Regions from separate parts of the Mus musculus genome. Here region 1 is linked to region 2. A link is a contact called in public HiChIP or PLAC-seq data. All regions are on one chromosome and are shown on one strand. The core of a region is the stretch at or near the end of the contact, and the rest is flanking DNA. Distances in the headings are between cores, read along the strand shown. Region 1 has its middle 110 kb from the start of Gm35722. Region 2 has its middle 37 kb from the start of 1700017N19Rik.

What was found. HiChIP or PLAC-seq counts read pairs in DNA pulled down with a chosen protein or histone mark.
Region 1: a contact with region 2 is called in a RAD21 HiChIP or PLAC-seq map of pro-B cells, with 3 times the contacts expected there. The contact joins two enhancer-like sites. A contact is called at or near these places in 1 of 15 datasets of contacts at CTCF or cohesin (pro-B cells) and 1 of 115 datasets of contacts at active chromatin or transcription factors (large pre-B cells).

The regions. Positions count from the first base shown.
Region 1 is chr10:100,849,067-100,855,181 of GRCm38.p6, forward strand. No RefSeq gene overlaps it. Among named protein-coding and RNA genes, the nearest start is that of Gm35722, 110 kb to the left of the region's middle. Within about 2 kb of position 4,680, at least 2 of the 459 cell types and tissues checked have an H3K27ac peak or open chromatin away from gene starts, as enhancers often do. A contact at or near this core is called in pro-B cells, where this site is marked.
Region 2 is chr10:100,626,396-100,632,117 of GRCm38.p6, forward strand. No RefSeq gene overlaps it. Among named protein-coding and RNA genes, the nearest start is that of 1700017N19Rik, 37 kb to the left of the region's middle. Within about 2 kb of position 3,801, at least 34 of the 459 cell types and tissues checked have an H3K27ac peak or open chromatin away from gene starts, as enhancers often do. A contact at or near this core is called in pro-B cells, where this site is marked.

The DNA of each region.
Region 1 (6,115 bases), core at 3,430-5,929, 220 kb after region 2:
TCTATCTATATCTATCTATATCTATATCTATCTATCTATATATATGCTTTTTATGTATATGTACATGTACTTGTACTTGTATTTGTATTTATTTATATTTATGTATTTATATGACAATAAAGATGTTTTACCTTCCTAGTCCCTTAAAAACAAAGACTGGCTAAGACCAATAACACTACTGACAGCTCATGAAATCAATTTACCCAAAGAACCATCTTTCTATCACTTCTGGGAATATACCCAGAGGATACTTCCTCTTACACTTGGTCAGCCGTTTTCATTGCTGCTCTGCTTATAATCGCTAGAAATTGAAAACAATCTAGGTGTTCTTTTTTTTTTTTTTTTTTCTTTTTTTCTTTTTTTTCCATTTTTTATTAGGTATTTCGCTCATTTACATTTGCAATGCTATACCAAAAGTCCCCCATAGCCACCCACCCCCTCTCCCCTACCCACCCACTCCCCTTTTATGGCCCTGGCGTTCCCCTGTACTGGGGCATATAAAGTTTGCGTGTCCAATGGGCCTCTCTTTCCAGTGATGGCCGACTAGGCCATCTTTTGATGCATATGCAGCTAGAGTCAAGAGCTCCGGGGTACTGGTTAGTTCATAATGTTGTTCCACTAGGTGTTCTTAAAAATCACAAGACCTGCTCATCTTCTTCACAGTCATGTTGATCATGATTTCCTATGGCCCTGTGGACTTATGGTGACCTTTATGGTGTGAAGTCTCTCATCTTTCTAGGCTCATTCATTGCAGTGCTAAGTCAAAGACTTTTCTACACTGCCCTCCTGTCATTCATTTCTGTAAGTCTTAATCATCTTCTGAGGCATGCACACGGCAGTCTTTGGAAGATCCTTCCTAATGCCCCTCACTCCTCTAGGAGATGTGATACAGATCACTATTGCCTTACTTGGACAATGCGTGATGCTTATTTTACAGTTTGTCTTCTCTACTGGGCTGTGAACTATTTAGAGGCAGGGTGTGAGTTTTATTCATTCTTATTTTTATTTCTTTATTTTTATTCCTCCTTAATAATTTCTCCACCCATGGGACCAGTATCTTATTAATATATACTAGATGCCTGATAATTTTGCTTACAATATGGGCATGAGTAAAAATAAGAAACTATTGCCAAGTCTTCAAATCTCCAAATCTGTAATAATTTTGGAGAAAGGGCTTAGTTTGACTTTACCTAAATTAACCTGTAGTCGTTTCTACAATGACTTTTTGAGGCAGAGGAGAAGTGAGATGTATATCAACATCCATACCTCTGTCTTTCATGCCAGCCTTCATCAACAAAGCAGTAAGTGATGGGTATAGGCACAATCAGTGTGGTAGACCTCTTTATACTTCAATTTTTTTCCCTATGGATTCTTTCTGTCATTTGTTCTCTCTTGGTGATGATCTCTCTTTAGTCATGAATCCATTGATAATTACACTCATGGTTAACATATACATGTATGTATTATCATAAAATGAAGGAGTAATGAAAAAAGTATAAATTTGCTGAGGAAGGATTCATATTTTGTGGAGAAATATACTTTATTCAGATGCTCTGTTCAATGCACACAGCAAACTGCATTGGTAGCTCTCCCATGAAGGCTGCAATGCCCTGGTTCTCACAGTACTCATTCTTACGTAGATGACTTTTTTTTTTTTCTGCAGAAAGATCTTTCCCAGCAATCCAGTTAGACAGCCATCATTTCTGAGCATGCACTAGAAATTAAGGACAAGGATAAAAGTGTAAATCTACTATTAGAAATTTCAATAAGGAGAGTATAAAGCCTTCAACATAAATTCACATGGAAATAGTATTAGTCAGGGCTGGCTGTCAAAATGGATCAGCAGGCGAAATATTTACTTCAAAGCCTGATGACTTGTTAAAAGTTACTAAAGCCTACATAGTGGAAGGAGATAACCAATGTCTAAAAGTTGCCTTCTGTCCTCTACATTCTCACTGTAACATAAACCTTACTACACATACACCTCCCGACCCCACTACCTAACACAACGTATTAGTGATTTCCTAGAGCTTAAAAGATTGCTACATATTTTTTGTAGCTGGAAAATTTATGGGTTATATTTTTTCTTTGATATTTTCTTTATTTACATTTTAAATGTTATTCCCTTTTCTAGTTTCCTCTCTGAAAATCCCCTATCCCCTCCCCCTTTTCCCTGATCCCCAACCCACCCACAACCATTCCTGGTCTTGGCATTCCCCTGTACTGGGGCCTAAAACCTTCACAGGAGCTAGGGCCTCTCCTCCCATCTGAGTGATGACCAACTAGGCCATCCTGTGCTATATATGCAGCTAGAGCCACAAGTCCCACCATGTGTTTTCTTTGATTGATGTTTTAGTCCCAGGAAGCTCTGGGTGTTACTGGTTAGTTCATATTGATGTTCCTCCTATGAGTCTGCAAACCCGTTCAGCTCCTTGGGTACTTTCTCTAGCTCCTTCATTAGGGACCCTGTGCTCCATCCAATGAATGACTGTGAGCATCCTCTTCTGTGTTTGCCAGGCACTGGCAGAGCCTCTCAGGAGACAGCTACATCAGGCTCCTGTCAGGAAACTCTTGTTGGCATCTGCAATAGTATCTGTGTTTGGTGATTGTTTATGGGATAGATCCCCAAGTAGGGCAGTCTCTGGATGGTCGTTCCTTTAGTCTCTGCTCTGAACTTTTGTCTCTGTAACTCCTTCCATGGGTATTTTGTTCCCCCTTCTAAGAAGGATTCTGAGTGTCTGGGCTAATATCCACTTATCAGTAAGTGCCTATCATGTGTGTTCTTTTGTGATTGGGTTACCTCACTTAGGAGAAAATGGGGAAGAGCCTTGAAGATGTGGGCACAGAAAAAAGATTCCTGAACAGAACAGCAATAGTGTGCTGTAAGATTAAGAATAGACAAATAGGACGTCATAAAATCTCAAGGCTTCTGTACGGCAAAGGACACTGTCAATTAGACAGTAAGACACTGGCAACCAACAGATTGGGAAAAGATCTTTACCAATCCTATATCTGATAGAGGGCTAATATCCAATATATATGAGGAACTCAGAAGTTGGACTCAAGATAACCAAAAAACCCTATTAAAAATGGGGTACAGAGGCAAACAAAGAATTCTCAACTGAGGAATACCGAATGGCTCAGAAGCACCTAAAAAAAAATGTTCAACATCCTTAAACATCAGGAAAATGCAAATCAAAACAGTCCTGAGATTCCACCTCACACCAGTCAGAATAGCTAAGATCACAAATTCAGTTGACAGCAGATGCTGGCGAGGATGTAGAGAAATCGGAACACTCCTTCATTGCTGATGGGACTGCAAGCATGTACAACCACGCTGGAAATCAGTTTGGCGGTTCCTCAGAAAATTGGACATAGTTCTACTGGAAGATCCAGCAATACCTTTCCTGGGCATATACCCAGAAGATGCTCCAACTTTTAATTAGGATCCATCCTCCACTGTGTTCATAGCAGCCTTATTTATGATAGCCAGAAGCTGGAAAGAACCCAAATGTCTCTCAACAGAGGAATGGATACAGAAAATGTGGTACATTTACACAATGGAGTACTACACAACTATTAGAAACAATGAATTTATGAAATTCTTAGAGTCTTGTGATTGTATCTCTCAAATTCTGAGATTGGAGGCATGTGCCATGAGATCCATTTTTTTTTAATGGTAAAATTGTTCTCGACATTACATATACTAGAAATGCATTAAATAGTATTCAAATATACAAAAGTAGCACAGGATAGTTACTGTTTTTGTATATTCTTTCTAGTTGATGTGCCTGCGCAAAAAAGCATATGTAATAAATGTCAGTTTCTATTTCTATATAATGAAATGGCCACAGTCAAGGGTAACTTGTAGAATAGTGAACTTTTCTAAAATTATATCCACAATTATAATGTTAATTGTTGGTAATTATTAACTTCTGGAAAGATTGTTTCTAGAATTGTCTGCCCTAGTATTGTTATCTAGTTCCTAATAGTAGCAATCATTTAAAGGAACTTAAAAAAAACATTTTCTTGCAAATACTTATATACTGCTACTGGTATTGAATAATTTGTCTTTTGCTCAGTGGAAGTTCTTATGCATTTAAAAAAGGCAGGAATATATAATAATTTGCACACTGTAACTGGGAATTTTCAGAGGAAATAAAGACATTTCAATGCCTTTCAAATCATAGTATTCAAATGATGTTACATCATTCACTTCATAAATCTTTGCTGGGCTCCTGCTTCTATGGCAGATACTATGCTGACACTGAAGTGAGCTAGTAAGGCCTGTGCTTTTAAGGTTCCTATTTCAAGCAGATGGAATCATATGATAACTTAATATAGTGTGGTGCCCAGCTGTGCATGTCTATAATCTCAGCACTAGGGGGCAAGAAGTAGAAGGTTCATTGCAAATTTGAAACCAGTCTATTTGTGAAATGCAGGCCAGTCAGAGCTACACAGAGAGATATTGTATCAAAAAAATAAATTCAAACTTTAAAAAGAGAGATGAATGGAAAAACACAACCTTCTCCCAAACCCCACTCCTAATAACTAATATAATATCAATCCAACTGTGACAAATGGCACAGAGAAAAACAAAAGGATAAGAAGATCTCATTCAGTGGGATTTCCCTTATATGTCAACATCATGATGTCAAGGGGAAAAAAAAACACAGCTGTTGGGTTGCAGGACCACCTGAAGCAATGGTCCTCTGGATGCACTGTGTGTGGTTGGTAGATAAGAGGGTTGCTAAGAAGAATGCAAGTGTCAAGGGCTGGTAATAATACTATTTTTGTTTTGTTTTGTTCCGAATGAGACCAGGAGAGATATTGACAAAATGAATGACCCAGTAAAAAGATGACTGGATTTTGTGCAGAAAAGATACATTTAGAGAAGAGAAAGGACGACACTGAAGGTTTTCTCACAATGCACAGACGGTGGTGAGTTCATTGGCTTAATGCAAACGTGTATCTTAAATATGTCAAGAGTGTAAAAAGCAGCACAGGAAACTAAGTAAACAGCCACTTCTAATAATAGCATGGAAGGAAATGAGATGCTGGGTAGAAAAGCACATTTGTGTGAAATTATTTCCATGTGTTAGAAGAATATGTTCTACAGAAGCTCTCCAGACATAGGTAGCACATTTTATTCAACCTCTAGGGAATTATTGATAATGAGAGAATGGTACCCTCTTGAGCAAATAATATCCCCACCCCATGTTATGTCTGATGTATCACACAGAATTTCTTCCTTTAAAATTTATCCATTACAAACAGGGCAGCATATTTGTCTGAATAGATAATGGGCAGTTTGATTTTGGTATGCAGTGCACTGTGCTCCTGATAATGTCAGTCATTATGCCACAGGAGGTGTATGAAATTCTAAGATTGACATGTCTAAAAATTAATGCGATATGTGTCTCCATTTGAAGAAAGCAACAGGGGAGTATTACCCTGATGAATTAGAAAGGGAAAATCAATAGTATTTTGAAGTAGATATTTTCTCAGAGAACAGACCACTTAGTGATTAATGTGCATTGAAATGGTACCTAGAAAATTGATGGCCAACTCTAAACCACAAGCAAATAAAAAGGTATCATAAATATGTTGATAGCATATTCTCTGTCTCTCTCTCTCTCTCTCTCTCTCTCTCTCCCTCCCCTCTCTCCCTCCCTCCCTTTCTCATTTCCTCAGTCTTCATTTATTCTCAGATATTTGAAGAGTTACCAGTATTTGACTTAATCACTACTCTCTGCAAAAATCTTCCCTGATAAAGATTGAGAAGAGTATAAATCCATGGACAGGTAAATGGATGTAAAGAGTACCATTTAACAACATAACCAGTTAGGCAAAATACACCAGTAAGTGCTCCTCTAGTGTCTATGACTTCCCTGGCCTTGGGTTTTGAACATATTTTCAATATAAAAATAAATTCTCTCCTGCGGAACAGACTTTCAATTCAAACAAAAGAGTAGTTGCTTACTCTTATTGTTGCCAATAGTATACCTATGTGGAGGCTTAGATTTTTCAAGCTTACTTTAATATGTGTTATCAAATTCTTTGACACAGCTTCTAGCCCACTGTTCAAAGGTAGGGGAGAAAAGATGGTAAAAGG
Region 2 (5,722 bases), core at 2,551-5,050:
TTTACTCCATTTCTAAGTTTCAGAACAAATACCTTTAAAAAATCCACTCACTTATTTTAGTTTCTAGTATGCACTGCTACTGAGTCTCCCACAAGCCATTACCCCACATCCCTCTATAAGTAGTTGCATCCGTGTGCATGTTCTCTCAGTTGATTCTGCCTGTCCCTTATCCCACACAACCCTTCCATGCCCAGGCCCAGCTGGGTCCTACTCATTTACACACTTTCTTGGTGAGTCCTTCGTGTCCCAGTCCCTGGAGTCAGCTGAGAGTGATGATAGTGTGCCTTCTCAGTTACCACAAGATTGGATCACTCAGTCTCCAATAATAACTCAACACAGAACATTTGAAGGGGCTGATCTATACACTCTTTTGATTGGATCTGAAACTTTGGAGAACATGAAAAACAGAACCAAACTTTTTAAAAGGCAGACCAGAATTTCCTATGAGACATACAACCAATGAAACAAATGCACATACCCAGGGCTCATTGCAAAAATACAAACAGTATGGTCTTCTGAAAGTACTATAGAAAAGTTCACAAGATGAGAATTGCTTAGAAGGACTCCTAGGCACATAATTTAAGAGAACAATGGAAAAAGGGATCCATTAGTTGAGGCAGCTTTAAAAGGGCAAGAATGAAAACCTGGATGAACTGAAATAGGCAAAGAAGAAATTCTTGGTTAAAGATTAAGAAAACACAAGTGTACAGCTGATTGAAACAACAAAGACAATCCATGATTTGAACAATAAATTCAGTAAAGAGAGAAAAATGCTAAGAAAACTCAAGCTGAAATGAAGAGGGACTTGAAAATTTTAACAAATGAATTAGAAAACTCGGGGAAAGAGCTTTCCAGAGGTATATGTCAAGTAGAAGATGGATTATCAGGATTTAAAGATACAGAAAAAGAGTTAGAGCACCCACAGGATATGACAAAAACAAAAAGGGATATGGAGGAATTTGTGATACCACAATACAAAGACAAAAATCTATGAATTCCAGGCCTAGAAGAAGGATTCCAGGCCAACTGGGTACCAACTTCCGTGTTAGTCACATTTCTGTGGTGATAAACACCATGTCTGAGTCAACTTATCAAAGAAAGAAGGCATAGTATGGTTAGAAATTGTCCGTTTAGTGGAGAAGGATGGAACATTAAGTGGGGGAGAGGAGAGATGGGGCAGCTTGCTGTTTGATGTAAGATGTGGAACTTACTCATAGAGTGTCAGTTTGAACAAAGCCTTGTGAAGAAATCGGGCTGGCTGACCATGCTTTCTCGCCTCCTTGTATACTTAGGGCACACCAAGGGTCAGCACAATAAGGAGGATACTTCAGATACACGCACTGAAGGAACAAACACACTTGCATTGTCAAAGAAAAACTTCTGTGAACAAAGATAGAGGAGTAAACAATGCTTTATATGTAACATGACACGGAGGCTAAGCTCAACTCCCCAAAGGGCTGGTGATGTGAAGAGCTGGGATGAGGGATTGCTGAACCATCTGCTCCTGCTATTGGCTTCACTGAAAAACAAAACATGTGATAAAATGGAAACCGCTGTATTCTCCCCACCTTGGGCACTGTTACAACTGCAGAAGAGAAAGTTAGGCTCGGGGCTGCGGGGGGGGGGGGTGCTGGAGAGATGGCTCAGGGGTTAAGAGCACTGACTGCTCTTCCGAAGGTCCTGAATTCAGATCTCAGTAACCACATGGTGGCTCACAACCATCCATAATGAGATCTGATTCCCTCTTCTGGTGTGTCTGAAGTCAGCTACAGGGTACTTATATATAATAAATAAATCTTGGAGCTGGGTTGCGCAGGGGCCAGAACAAGAAGAAAAAAGAAAAGAAAAGAAAGTCTCTCCCTGTCTTAGAAGGTAAGAGAAGTGTGGTGTAGTTTCCCTTGAAGATTACATCTAGTAGATTGTCCCTGAATTGAAAATCAGGTGCAGAGGTATTGCTAAAATCTAAAAGGGGCATTTACAATGACAACTTTCCTAAGATAAGTGCTCTAAGAAAACTGAGGTTAGGAGTGGCGAAGGGGGAGCAGTTAAAAAAATCTCCTTACAATTTAGAGATGCTCCTGGGAATGTTAAGGCCTTTGGGGGTATTGTCTTTGAGTGAAGGGGGGTATGGTAGGTAGGCATGAACTGTGTGGTGAGCTCCAGAAGTTAGTCTTGCCCTGGGAGAGGAGGGAAGGCATTTGAAATGTTTGTGAGGAGGAATGGTGTATTGTCCATTTATTTCTGAGGAACTGCCGAGGCTCGTGCACTCTAAGTGGGAGAGGAGCTGTGGCCTCAGGGAAACCAGCTGAAGGCTTAACACTACAAACCAGAGATTGGGTGTGTAGGTCAAGAGGTCAATTGTGTGACACATTAAGAAAAGGTTGAGTTCTGATGCATTTAACAGCATAGTCCACAGACTTTCCCATAGAATTATTGAGGAAGAAAGACTTCAAGGTTAATTTGAACAAAGGGGAGAGTAGAATTTGAACTCAAAGAAATTCTAAAAAAAAAAAAAACCTAAAAATCAACCTATAGAAGCAAAGCAATAACAAAGCTCAATGCAGTAGTACATATTTGTAATTCTAGTGGGTTGGAGACAAGTGGATGCTTAGGGCTTACTGGTCAACCTAGCCTACACCATGGTTCCAAGCCAGGGTGAGGCCCTGGCTCAAGAATGTGAATAGTTCCTGAGGAAAAATATTTGAAGTTGATTCATATATGCACAGGAACACATACATACACAAACACACAGGACAATGAGGGAAGGAAGAGAGAGAGAGAGAGAGAGAGAGAGAGAGACAGAGACAGAGACAGAGACAGAGACAGAGACAGAGACAGAGACAGAGAGACAGAGAAAGAGATCAAAGGGAATGGCAATTGAAAATATCAGTGAATGTATCTTACAAAAATTTTTTAAAAATGTATTCATAGCCTACAAAGTTATCAACACACACTGTTATTTACTACTTAAAGTGTAATTATTTATTTCTGAATATAGACCTTATAACAGCCATACTTTAGTAACAACAGAACCAAATCCTCAAATAGAGCTTGAAAATAAGATTGAAATGGGAAAGGCAAAAACTACAGTTGGTGACCAAAACAGAGTTGCTTCCTTCCTTCCAACAACAACAGAGGAGAGAGACTCCAAAGGAAGAAATCGATCTAGCCTATGGGTTTCCTGACAGGCATAACCACAAAAGACCCTTTCAGACTCACTAACTTACAGAGAGGCCTCCACAATGCTCTATGCCACAACTTTGCCCATAACTATCTGCTCAACCTCAGACTCTTTTCCAGTAAAGTCATGATGACCAGGATTATTGTTTCAAAACATTTGATGGAATTCTTATTTGTGCCAAAAAAAAAATCTCCCTCTTTGCTTCTTTGAGCGCAGCTATGGCTTACAACAACACGAATATTCTCATTGCAATGCTGTTCCTAAGTCAATCCCATCATTCGAGGAGTCACAACTTTCATTTAAGTTGTCATAAATTGAAGGAAAATAACCGCCTCGTGATCGCTAGAGGGCAGCACGGTCACAGAAACGGATCGTAAATCTAGCCCGCCTTCCCAATAAGACATTTTGTTTGGACACATTTATTTCTACCTCGCTGATGCTAGCAGTAGGAGCCTTCAGAAATGAAAGTAAACAAAGCATAACCTTTTCATCGAAGAGACTTTATAGGAAGAAAAACGATATTTCGTTTTCATAAGGATTTGGAGGAGCTATAATGTAGCTTGGGGGCGTCTATACTATTTGAAAATAAAAGCATAAAGAAGGATAGAGCAGGGAACACCCCAAGGCATATTTTCCTCTTGATGCCTGGGCTGAAATCACGCTAGCAGCAATGAATTGCGTGATGTTAGAGAAGAGAGCAGCCTAGGTCGCCTCCGTTCAAATTTGGTATTCCTCTCCAGGGCTAGGCTACAGCTTTGGTATATGTTCCTTTTCCAAAAGAAGATGACATGGTTGCCCTGTGGCCTTACTAAAACCGGCAAGTCATAAATGCTTGAGATGGGGTGAGAATCTCTTTCCATCAGGGAATAGAGGAGGATGCAGGAAACAAAATCAGAAAAGAAATTGGGTCAGGCAGAGAGAGAGAGAGAGAGAGAGAGAGAGAGAGAGAGAGAGAGAGAGAGAGAGAGAGAGAGAGAGAGAGAGGCAGAGTCAGAGTCCAGAACAGAAGCAGGGCTAATAAACGTATGGAAATGTCAAAGGAGGAGTACCTATATTTACAGCAAGAACAAAAAGGGCACAAGATTGTGCAAAACTGGGATTGTATTTTGTTATTTGAAAACATAAATAAAATATACGAGAGGTGACAACCCATTTTGGGCATGAAGGATGCTGTTCAGTGGAGATTTTGAGTTATTATATGATAAATCAATTAAGGAGTGTGTAAGGGTAAGAAAGAGGCACTGAGAGACCGTGTGCCATTTCAAGATCATCCTCTGTTCAACAGTTGACTATAAATACATTAATTCAAGAAATCCTTTTTGATGATGGTATTTACAAACATGATTCTCACAAAATGTCCTTGTTACATTAACAACATACCACACCATCAGGGGTATAGAGAAGGCTATAGATACACTTTTATTGCCTTTTAATTTGAGATTATAAGAAAATTATATCATTTGCTCCTCCCTTTTCTCCCTCCAAATTCTTTCCCAATAGTGCCTGGAATACCAGAGCACATGAGCTCATAATAAAATCTTAATTCTTCTTACTTTTTTCCTTTCTTTTATTCGTGTGAAACGTTATTAGGCTTCTATTACACAGCCAAATTCTGTGGACTAGAAATTGAATAGCTGGTCAAAACCAAATGGTCCCTGCTCTTTGGAAGTTTGGGAGGTATATGAAATTCACAAATTGTATAACATCACACTGTGATGACTTGTCAATCCTTGGCCCAGGGAGTGGCACTATTAGGAGATGTGGCCTTCTTGGAGTAGGTGTGTCACTGTGTGTGGTGGGGCGGGCTTTAATACCCTCATACTAGCTGCCTGGATGTGATGAGTATTCTGCTAGCAGCCTTCACATGAAGTAGAACTTTGTTATGGAAAGTGATTTGAATTTTGTGGACCTGGCATAAGAGGTTTCAGTAGAGAGTTTCAATATGTGTCTCTAGACAGTTTTTGAGGTATTTTGGTGAAGAATGTGGCTGCTTTTTGCTCTTGTCTGAAGAGTATGTCTGAGGCTAAGGTGAAGAGACTCAGATTAATTGCATTGACAAAGGAAGTCACAGAAATGCCCATCATAGACTTTGTTCTCTGGTTAAGTTTCATGAAGAGCATTTTAAACAAACTGAGAAAGGAAAAATATAAAAAATATATTTCGAGTATTAAAGGGGCCCCAAGAAGTGAAATGGAGCTGAATCCTGAGTTTAAGGAGATAACAAATTAAGGGAGTGGAACTTTGGGGCAAGATCCTACCCAGTTAAATTTGGATCCAGGCATGGCGGTACACACCTTTAATCTCAGGAGACAGGAATGTAGATCTCTGAGTTCAAGGTTAATCTACAGAGCAAAATCAAGGACAGCTAAGCACAATCAAGGACAGCCAAACTTAGGCAGTGAAAGAGTTGGAAAAGAGGAAGCTAGTGATAATGTAATTGAACAAGGGAGCTATGTTCCACCTCCTGCTAGCAGTAGAACTCAGGCAGCTTTGGCTATGTGTCTCTGGCTTTATAGTTAAGGGGAGAAGGAGACTACTGGG